2 separate regions of the Zea mays genome follow, and region 2 is linked to region 1. Evidence: chromatin contacts called from public Hi-C data. All regions are on one chromosome and are shown on one strand. The core of a region is the stretch at or near the end of the contact, and the rest is flanking DNA. Distances in the headings are between cores, read along the strand shown.

The links. Hi-C and Micro-C count contacts between places; a contact is called where the count stands out from the background.
Region 2: a Hi-C map of leaf shows a contact between it and region 1, with 8 times the contacts expected there. The contact joins the promoter of LOC103634790 here to the enhancer-like site in region 1. A contact is called at or near these places in 9 of 25 Hi-C or Micro-C datasets (bundle sheath, ear, endosperm and 3 more).

The regions. Positions count from the first base shown.
Region 1 is chr8:12,308,589-12,314,135 of Zm-B73-REFERENCE-NAM-5.0, forward strand. No RefSeq gene overlaps it. Among protein-coding and RNA genes, the nearest start is that of LOC103634790, 45 kb to the right of the region's middle. Within about 2 kb of position 3,018, at least 17 of the 20 cell types and tissues checked have an H3K27ac peak or open chromatin away from gene starts, as enhancers often do. A contact at or near this core is called in bundle sheath, ear, endosperm and 3 more, where this site is marked.
Region 2 is chr8:12,353,135-12,358,146 of Zm-B73-REFERENCE-NAM-5.0, forward strand. It overlaps LOC103634790, which reads left to right and starts at 3,268. Exons shown (of 1, transcript XM_008657382.4): 1 at 3,268-4,462. The coding sequence starts at 3,611. The coding sequence ends at 4,174.

The DNA of each region.
Region 1 (5,547 bases), core at 1,768-4,267:
GCTAAATCTTTATGTGCATATACTTCTAGAAGAAGATGTTTTGCCTTATTGATACGGTTTTGCAAGGATCAGGGGGAGCACATTTCTAAAGTTAGCCCTTGTAAAAGATTCGATAGAATCTAGATCCCAAAGGATCAAAATCTGTCCCGATGACAGTTGTTGTACTCTTTTTCCCTTTGTGAGTTTTCTTGAAGTTTCTCACATGAGGTTTTTAACGAGGCAACAAAGTGCAAATGCAATTTGTATCACCATGCACTCTTTCTCCATATTTTTCCCACTGGGTTTTTCGGAGTTTTAACGAGGCATGTGTTGGTCGCGGTATTCGCCCAAGGGGGAGTATTAAGTAACCCTAGTTAGGGTTATGTGGGCAAATACCTGCTTTGCCCCTGAGTGGTCTCACATCTCTATATAAGGAACATGTACACCCCCTCATAATACAGATCAGAAAGAGGCCAGAGGCCCAACCCTATATCCTGTGTCTCATGTGTTTTCTCTGTCGTGTTTATGGGAAGGGAGACGGGTCCTCTACAGCTTCTTGCGCCTCTACTGCTGACGGGAGTGAAGGGAGCGAAGGAAGCGGATCTGGTGATCCGTGGTAACATAGTTCTCAATAGTCTGGATCGAAGCATCGTATGTGCCGTACACGAGACTGAGATGCTTGTTTTTTTTAAAAAAAAATCTTAGTGGAGCATAAACAAAGATACGATACGACGCTGCTAAAGCCCCTGATGCAGGCGTGTTTCGTGTGTGTGTGTGACTGATCGAGCAGCCCACCAATTAGTTTCTTTTTCTTTTTCTTTTCCTTTTTTTGCTAAAGGGCAGAATAACGGGGCAGGTTGGTTTAATTTACCAGCTAATGTCAACTAAATATTCGATCTCCAGACAAGCCTGCCAATCTCGATAGGTCGCTGCTTCGGTAATACGTACGACGGATACTTGTTTTCTGACTTATCTCTGAATAAACTGGCGAGGGTTGCAGCGTCCGGAATCTGCTCAGGCGCCGGTGGGCGAGACGGCGATGCGAGCTGATGCTGGCTGCCACTGAACCCTAGTCTTGCCGCGTGCGTGCTACTGCTACATACACCTAGATGGCGACCGCCGGATCTACTCCCTCCACGATCAGTCAGGACACACACGGCGTTCCCCATGTGTATGTGTCGTTGCCATCTCGTAGAGTAGCTCTCTCCAAGATAAGTTTCGGTTAGAGTAGAAAGAAGACTGAAAAAAAGTGACAAGTCTCACTGTCGCTCGATCGCCACGATCAGATTCGCGTCGTATTCATACGGTGTAAACGGGCAGCAGGACCCGTGAGCGAACCGAACCGAACCGAGGAGAGGAGCTGCCGTGGTGGAAAGGATTCCGATGTCATACGGTAATGGAAAATTCCCCGTCGAGTAAATAGTTTCTCATATCTATCCTTACAACGAAAAAAATAAAAATAAAAATTATCCACGGGGACTCCCACAAACGCTCGTGGAAGATTTTTCCCCCACGACAGGGATCCTCCTTCTCATTTAAATTATAATTAAGACATACATTATTTATTATTATGTGTTCTTCAAAATGAACAAATTTATACAATAATTGATCTCTTCACAAGATAATTATTTATTTTTTTTACTATTAACTATTACATGAAAACATCGTCACGTACAGATTTACGGGTCCCCACGTGGAACGGAGAAAGAATTTTTCTTTTTATATCCATGTGGGAAAAGAAACTTACTCGTACCCGTTTCCATAACAGATGAATTCTCTGCGAGCAATATATCGGCCTTTCTAATACGCATACTATGTTTTTTTCAGACATAAATGGAAAAGGTGAGTAGCATATTTGTTCCCCACTTTTTCTTTCTTTCTGTCGTGTAAATACGGGAAAATATCCTATGCAATCACTTATCCTGGTGCAAGCATGCAATCAAGCGATCTGGTGCATTCGATCTAAATCTAATGATAACTGTTATTTTATATTTAACCCCTTCCACCTAAAACATAGTACCTATTTTACTTTTAACCCCTTCCATATGAAACCGTTGGATCTAGATTGGATGCTATGGATAGTTTGATTGCACGCTTGCACCAAAATGAGTGATTGCACAGGATATGTCCTCTGTAAATACATGCCTTTCGCCATTACCCAGCTAGCTCCCGCCTCCCGCCGGCTCTAGTAGCCGCCTAGCCGAAAAAAAAAAAGAAAAGGTCAGGCGAAAAAAAAAAAAGAAACGGTCCGCCGGGGCCAGTTCCGCGAGCATCATATCATCATCACAGATTCACAGTTCATGCAGAGCGTTGTTCCACACGGACTTTTTACCTAAACCATTGGAACCTTTTGGTGGAGCATCAGAGTGCACTGCAGCGAGGTCAGTTTGGGGAAGACTCGAAGCGTTGGCTCTGAAACTAGAGTTGATTCAGCTTTCTATCCTGTCCAGATTCTTATTTGGGGGGCCATTAGAAGCGCACCAGCGCTACCAGCATCAACCGCACTAAAACCTGGATCGATGGATTTGCTTCCGGAAGATCTCGGCGTATATAAACAAGTAAAGATATGGCCAAAAAGATACGGCCGGCTTGCTGATTGGACTCTAATGCTGCGGCTGGCTTCAGCTCTCATCTCTGATGCTGTCCACACTCGTGCAACTCTAAATTTCTACTCTAAAAAGAATATTTTATCCTGATCAGCAAGATTCTCTACTCTACCATACAATCTTCCGCAGTCATATTTACTCTAAATCTCTACCCTATACCAACTACCACATATTCTATTATTTATTTTACCTCTCTCTTGTCCACGTCAGCTGCCTCCCTACTCCCACCCATGTGCCACCGGTCTGCTCCCCGTGTCCAACCTCATGGCACAGTAAATAGAGTAGCACTCCGTACAGCGCTGGAAGTAGCGTAGCAGAGGATAGCATGCCGTTCCCAGTACCGTTTCCAGTGCCCCGCTGCAGCGTGTATGCATGCGCTAAACCTTCCGAGTGCCGTTTCCAGTGCCGCGCTGCGGCCAGCCTGAAGCTGAAGGGAATTTTTAAAGCGCTCTACAGGTGTGCAGGTGCAGCAGCAGTACAGTGCAAGTGGCAGGTCAAGCTAGGCGCTAGGGCAACTTTCCCGGTTGGATGGATAATGCATCGACAGCACAAACAGCGCTTTCGATCGACGACGACCAATGGGTGGACGATGATTAAAGTAAAAGTAGTGGGAAGCGACGCTATGATTTGCCTTGTCTGTCACGAACTCATGGTTTAGGGCAGGGAAAGGAGGGCCCAGGTAAGGTAATGCTGTGTGTCATTACTCACTAGGATTTAGGTCAACGCCGTAGGTTGGCGGTCGCCCGTGATCTCTGCTCTGCTCTCGTTTGTCTCACACTTTCACAGTTCCACGCGCGCTAGTGCTCCACTCCACTCCGTTCCGTGTTCAAGCGCAGCTAGCACCGGTAATTTGCAGCTCTGTCTCATGTACTTCACAGTACATTAGTCATCAGGACCATTTAGGCCGGTCGACAATTCATTTGCCGGCTGATTGGTTAGCTGGGCGAGCGGCGCTTGGCTTGGGCGAGCCTGGACGGTGGGAAACGGTATTTCCTCGCGTATCCACACATACGGCTAGGATATATGTTTTTGTTCTAGGCTGCATCTGTAGGTGCAGAATCAGTATCGCTTTACACAGTTAACCAAACAAGGGATATTGCTTGGTCAACGCACGTGGTCAGACTGGATGGACGTGTACAGTATACCAATCAGGTGGTTGGTGAATGAGATATGCATTTCCTGTGCGCCGTGATACGGTCGCTGACGTAGAGCCTTTGGAAAGTAATGAAACAGTATTTGCCTCCTTTCCAAAAGTAAATACACTTCTATGATGTGTGAGGGACGACCAAAGCTATTATAAAATTACATATATGTCTCTATAAAAAAAAAAGTAATACCAACTTGCAATGATCAGGCTCGGCCAGCCCTCTGTCTAGTTCCGCCATGTCTAACCCCGGGTTCAATGGTATACGTTCGTCACGGAACGAGTGCTTCCATGGTAAACGTTCCTTTCTCCTCCAGTTGTTCGACGGATCCCAATTGTCAGAGGCTAATCGATGGGTCCTAGGGACCTGGGGTCTTATGCTCGACACTGTGCAATAGGTGTAACCTCTGCTGCTATATCCTCGACGTCATGAGGATGGAAGCTATACTTGCTATATTCTTTCACTATAAATAGGCAATAAATATGGATAAAATAAGCAAAATTCATTTGGGTGTTTCGGGAGTACTTGATAGCCAAATCCGAATTTTCTTGTACCCGATTTTTCGGGTAGTATAAAATTCGATGTAATATCGGGTAACAATTATCAGAACCCAAAAAATTAATTACTCGGATCACACGACCTGAAATTTTCGGGTAACCGAACGCCGAGTCATATCTCTATCTAGGGCAAGTAGTAAATGCCAACACCTTGCATAAATTTTGTGGTAGTTCAAACATGTAAGGGCCTGTTTGGCAATGATGTTTGCCAAAACCATGATTTTACAATACTATAATTTACAATTGTCATGTGACCAGGGCCGTGCCGACAAAATCCTAGGCCCTGTACAGATTTTAAAATAAGACATCTTTACTAGTCGAGGACGTTAGATATCGGTGAACAAAACATCATAAAACTGCTCGCATGCGGGTTGTGGCTAAACTCATGCCTCACATCATGGAATAGAAGCATGCGTAGAGACAGATTAATAAAGAATTAGAGATGTTTGAATACATTAAAGCTAATAGTTAATTGACTGAAAATTGCTAGCGAAATTAGCTAGCTAACTATTAGTTAATTTACTAAAAGAGGTTAACAGCTGAACTATTAACTATACTATTTGGATGTTTTTAGCTAATTTAAACAACTAACTATTAGCTCTAGTGCATTCATATACACCCCTAATTAGCAAAGTGATCTGACATAATGTTAACATTTTTTAATTTAAATGTGGAGACAATGTAGAACCAAAACAACTTGTGCTTTTAGATAGTACAAAAATAGACTATTATATAAATGTACTACAAATTTACACGTTTGGAGGCCCTAAATATTTAGGGGCCCTGTTCCGGTGCACAGCCAGCACGCCCTCTCGCACAATACCGTAGTTTTGACAACTCCAAAAATATAGTGGTTTTGAGAAACATTGTTCGGATACAACATTATAAACCATGGTATTAAGCAAAAGTTAGCCATGCCATGAAACTTTGGGTTGGAGTGGAGTTTGCAATACTCCAAAAACACCATGGTATCTAGAATACCATGGTTTTGAAAAAAAATAGTTTTCAAGAATGCAACCAAACATCTCATAGCATAAAATACTATGGTATTACCTAAAATCATAGTATCGCATAGAAACCGTAAAACTACTTCACTCCCAAATATGGCCTATACCAGAAACCTTCTTCCTCCAAGAGCTTGGAACATACTTCGTTGTGTTCGGCACCAAATTGAGGTGCGGACAGTCCGGCCCTGAGGCCGGACGGTCCGTGGTTTGGACGGTCCGCGCCTGTGGGCCGGACGGTCCGCGCCTGTGGGCC
Region 2 (5,012 bases), core at 2,018-4,517, 45 kb after region 1:
GCATCATCAACAATATGAAGAACTTCGCGCACACGGCGTATGCGCATGGAAACGGTATGCTCCATACCTTGCTGTTGATGTGCAGATCGATTTTGCTGTTCTTGTCAAGAACAGCGTGTTCTTCCACTTCCCCCTTCTCTGATTTCTCCTTGAGACAGTGCTGATAACGTGTTGCAATCTCTTGCAGTGCTCAGTGGTAAATCAGTGGAGAGACAAGAGGGAATGAGACAAATGACAGGGATAGATTCTTTATTGCATGCAGGGTAGTATATATACAAGTGTTCCCAAGGGGTGTGTCCCTTGGGAATAATTGTCCATGGATGGATTAGATCACATGTACAAATATTTTGTAACACCCGTCTCGCCTCGATCGGCGTCCACCCTGGGGTGACGTGGACGTGCACGACGTCCTTGCCGCCTGCGACTCCATTCATTCGTCGGTACCCAGCCACAGCTCGAACGTCATTCACCAAAGAAACACCCTGCTCCACTCGCTGGTACGTGGAGCCCGCGTCCAGCAGACCCACGTGACAGATCCGGGCCACGGCCCAGGAGAAATACCCTCCTGTCCTTGTTTCCTACGCAGGAGTACTCTAGTATGGACAGAAGCCGATGCTGTCACGCGATTCCATGCGGGGCCGGGGCCACAGGCCACTACGGCAGCGATACTGAAATGCCAGTACTGCCCCTCCTCCCATCTACTTACTACAGCCGTTTCCCTGGCGCGTAGTACGAAACTACGAATCGTCCGGCGCCCATGATAAGTGCGACTCGGGCACTCGGCGACACCGTCCGGTCCCTGCGCCCGGTTCACGTGGACCTCGCCCGGTCTCTGCAACTGCACTCCTCCACGGCCACGACCTGAGTGAAACAGCACTTGAGCACCACCAGACACGAGCAGCCGCGCAATAAACCGTCTTTTTTCCCCTTCTTTTTGACTTTTTTTTCGAAAGATTTCATAATTACAACCTTTCTGGTTTAAATTCATAAAATGGACGAGTGGTCAAGTTATAGTTCCTCTTTAGTGCGTGCGATCGAACTACGGTGGTCAAGTTAGAGCGAGCTTGAAGAGAGCGCAGAGTGCTGTCGTCGTCTTATGGACGTATAGACATTAGGTGACACGTACGAGCAACAGCGGATTTCGGATGAAGCGATGCCGACGAAGCGCGGCAAACCCGGGCTCGTCGTCTCGCGGCGGCGGATCTGGCGGGGGTAGAACGGAAACATCTCCTGCAAAAACCGGGTCCAGTCTCAGTGAGTACACGTACAGCGGGTAAGCCCACCGCTCTCGCCTAGCCCGTTGGTGGGCTCCACAACATCGTCAGCCTGGGGCGGTGCGGGGCCGGACTGGTACGCGACGCGAGGATGAAACGGACGTGGGGCCACAAGCCAGCAGCCGCACGGGGGGGGGGGGGGGGGGGGGGGGGGGGGGCACGCGCCGACGTGTTGTGTTGTGTTCTGCCCGGAGCCCTGGTGCCCGCTGCACTCGCCGGCTGGCAGGCACGTCTGGCTCGCGGCTGGCGCTCGCGCGCAACCCGAGGAGGCAGCCCCCCGAAGCGGCTCAATGAGCTAGCTGGGGCAGGGTGGCGACGGCTGACGAGCCGCGGTTGGTGGTGTGGTAGGCCGGGGGTCACGTGGTTGATGGCGGTATATGTATGGGAACCTAACCGCACGTCGGCCTACCGCTAGCTAAACGTGGACCAGGGCCAAACAAAAGCTATAGTACAACGAGAGCGGGGCTACGGGCTACGGCTAACCCACCCAGACCAGACGCGAAGGCTAGCTGCTGTGCTGACCGTTGGGCACCTCAAGGCTCAAGCCGAGCAAAGCAGAATCGCTGTCGGCTCTGGGCTCCGCTCGCGGACGCGAGTCGTGCAGGGCGCCGGACTTGAACCGCAGCAGATAGCGGACCCGAGAATCGAATTCAAACCAGAAAAACCGGGGGACGGGAAAAAAAAAGCGACACGCTCGTGCCGGATGGCCCCAGAGTCCCGATCTCGACGCCCCCCACGCCTTTTGCGCATAGACCCCCGCCACGATTCGTTATCCCGCGCTGCCTCTCGCGGTTAATTGTATTCGGAAAAGTGCCCCTGGGCGGGTCGGTTTTTAGTCCACCCACCGTTTTGCGCCGCGGACCCTGGGAGAGCTGGGTTTCGCAGGGGGAAGGGTGGGTGGGTGGGTCACATGCTTGGTGCTGCCTGGCTTCGGAGCGTGGCCTAGCCTAGCCTAGGTGGTTGGGTGCACCGTACATTTGGATCGGGTTGGGTTGGCTTTTGGCTCCCGGTGGTCCTGCGGTCATATGCGTACGGCGCGTCGAATCTTAAGACACACGGATGGACACAACCCTTCGAAATGCAGGATTTACAGAAGAAGAACTGATAATACTTTTCCTCTTATCTAGTCCCTCTATTTCCGGTATATGAATTGTAACTACTTTTTATTTTAGTCGTATTATAAAAGACGTGCTCCCTTTTAACATGCATGTAACAATAGCACTAGAGAGAGAATTAAATATATCTCTTGGCCTTTAAATTAGAGGTGCTTATGATTACACCTTATATAAATACAGAGGGAGTATATAGTTTCTCAGTTTATAAATTTTATTACCGACCATATATATTATACAGTGTGTGAAGTTCATAAAACACACAACAGCAGAAAATCTGTGAGGTTCAGAACCTACCTGTCTCTGAACGGATTTTTGACCGGGTTATTGCTGACCGCACCATGCAAGCACGTCCTCGAAATCTTTTTCAGACGGGAATAATACGCCTTTAAAAATATAGCTGGCTCCACCTCATCTTCCAAGCTAAAAAGAGACCCGCCCGAGCTAAAGACCCCCCCCCCCCCCCCCCCCCCCCCCACCGCTAACCAATACAGCCAGCCAGTCAGCCAGACAGACGGATGGATGGCTTTTCAAAGGTCAGAAAAGAAAAACCGTGACAGAAATATCGGAGGTGGCCGTCGCCGTTCAAACGCCCCAATCCACCACCCATCCAGTATTCCAGTCTAGGGAGGGCGTGGACAAAACAAAATAGGCAGGCGCGGGCGGCCACGGCCACGGCCACGCGACCCGGCCGGGCCTTCCGCCTTCCAGATGGCGTGCGGTGCCTCAGCCAGGCGCGCGCGCACCCATCACAGTCCCCGTCCGTCCGTGTCCGTGTCCGTGTCCGTTCGTCGCGGCGCGCGCAGCCCCCAACCGGCAACCAAATAAAGAAAAAGCTAGCAAAAGATAAGCTAACAAGCAGTAGTACTACTCCCTGGCTGCACCGCCACCACCGCACCAGACCAGACCAAACCAAACCGCGCGAGCGATTTTTGCGGCAAACCCCCTGCGAGAAACGTCGTCCGCAGAGCCACCCACCACGGGCAGGGCTATATAAGCCGGCCCCCCCAACTCGGCGTCGCTGCGCAAAACACCTCGCCTTTTGTACTCTTGCGTCTCTGCCCTCGCGTTATCGCCTTCGTCACGCTCGCTCGCCTGGCTGGCTTGTGCCTTGCCTTGCTCGGCGTACGCGAACGCAGCGAGAGGGAGGAGCAAGGAAATAGAGAGAGACAGAGAGAGAGAGAGAAAAAATCAAGTCATCCCCCTTTCCTCTGAGCTCGTTCCATGGAGAACTCTTCTCACAAGCGGGCGCGGGAGGCGGGCGACCTCGTCGCCGGCGGCTGCGGAGAGGAGGGCTCGCCGCAGGCCGACGCCAAGAGGCTGCGGCCGCAGGACCTGCTCGACATGCTGGAGGACGACACCGACGCGGCCGCGGCCGGCGACCTAGCGTCGGTCATGCGGAGCCTGGAGGAGGAGATAGCCAGCTTCGACGAGGCCGCGGAGGCGCCGGCGCCGGCGCCGGAGCTGGGCTTCCTGCTCGAGGCCTCGGACGACGAGCTGGGGCTGCCGCCCGCCTCCTCTTCGGAGGAGGAGGAGGCCGGGCGCGCGGGGGCGCCGTTCCCGCCCGCGCTCGACGGCCAGATCTGGGGCTTCGAGGACGAGATCGTGGACGGAGGCGGCTTCGGCGGCTACTCGCCGGAGGCCGCGGCCGCGGCCGCTGCCTCCGCCGCCGCCGCCGCGTGGGACGACGACGGCTTCGGCGCCGGCCTCTTCGCGTTCGGCGGCGACGACGCGTGTGGCCCGTCGGATCTCGCGGCCCTGCGCCACGAGACCATGCCCGCCGTCTGATGGCCATCCCCAGGGCCCAGGCAGCCGCAGCCAGTCGATTAGCCTTCCTTTTTTTTATTTTTACCTTTGTTGGCTAACCTTAGCGAGCGGGCACCCATTTTTTTGACCTGGATGTAAAGTTTTTAGAAGGGTGAAAAAACAGGGGGCGTGGAAAAAACTTGGGAGGAAGGTTCAGAGCAAGGGGAGAAGAAGATCAAAAAAAAAATCTGGAGATGGATTCTTCCTTCTTTTTTTGTCCCTGGAATTTATTTCTCGCTTCGGTAGAAAAAGCAAATAAGCAAGCAAGTATATAACGTTATTATATTAATTATTAATTATATTAATAAAATGATAAACAGTAAAGCCAGAAAGACAGATAATAATGCAACGATGGTTGCGTGGATGGAGATGGGCGATGACAGTGACACATGTGGCCGACGGAAGGACGCTGACCCAGTGACGTGACTGTGACTGCTCAAAAAAAGAATATCTTGATGAATTATGGACCGTGAAAAAAGGATGGAAATGCTTGGACGGTTCCACCACTCCAAAGTTGGAAGAATCCGACGGTCGATAGCACGCAAGTACGGTTGACCAGGAACAGGAAACTGTTTACTCTCTCTCTCTCTCCTAAAATAACTGCTTATTCTCTATCCTTGACGCCTTCCTCTCAAAATAATTAACCTATGTCCTAAAATAGCCTGTCACTCTCTTTTCTAAAATAATTAGCTCCTTTGTCTCATAATAATTAACCTGTCCTGAAGCTACTGTTTGTTCTCTACTATGCTAAAATAGATGACGCTTTCCTATCAAACGTTGAATGACTCAAATTTAGTCTCAAAATAGTTGGCCCCTCAAA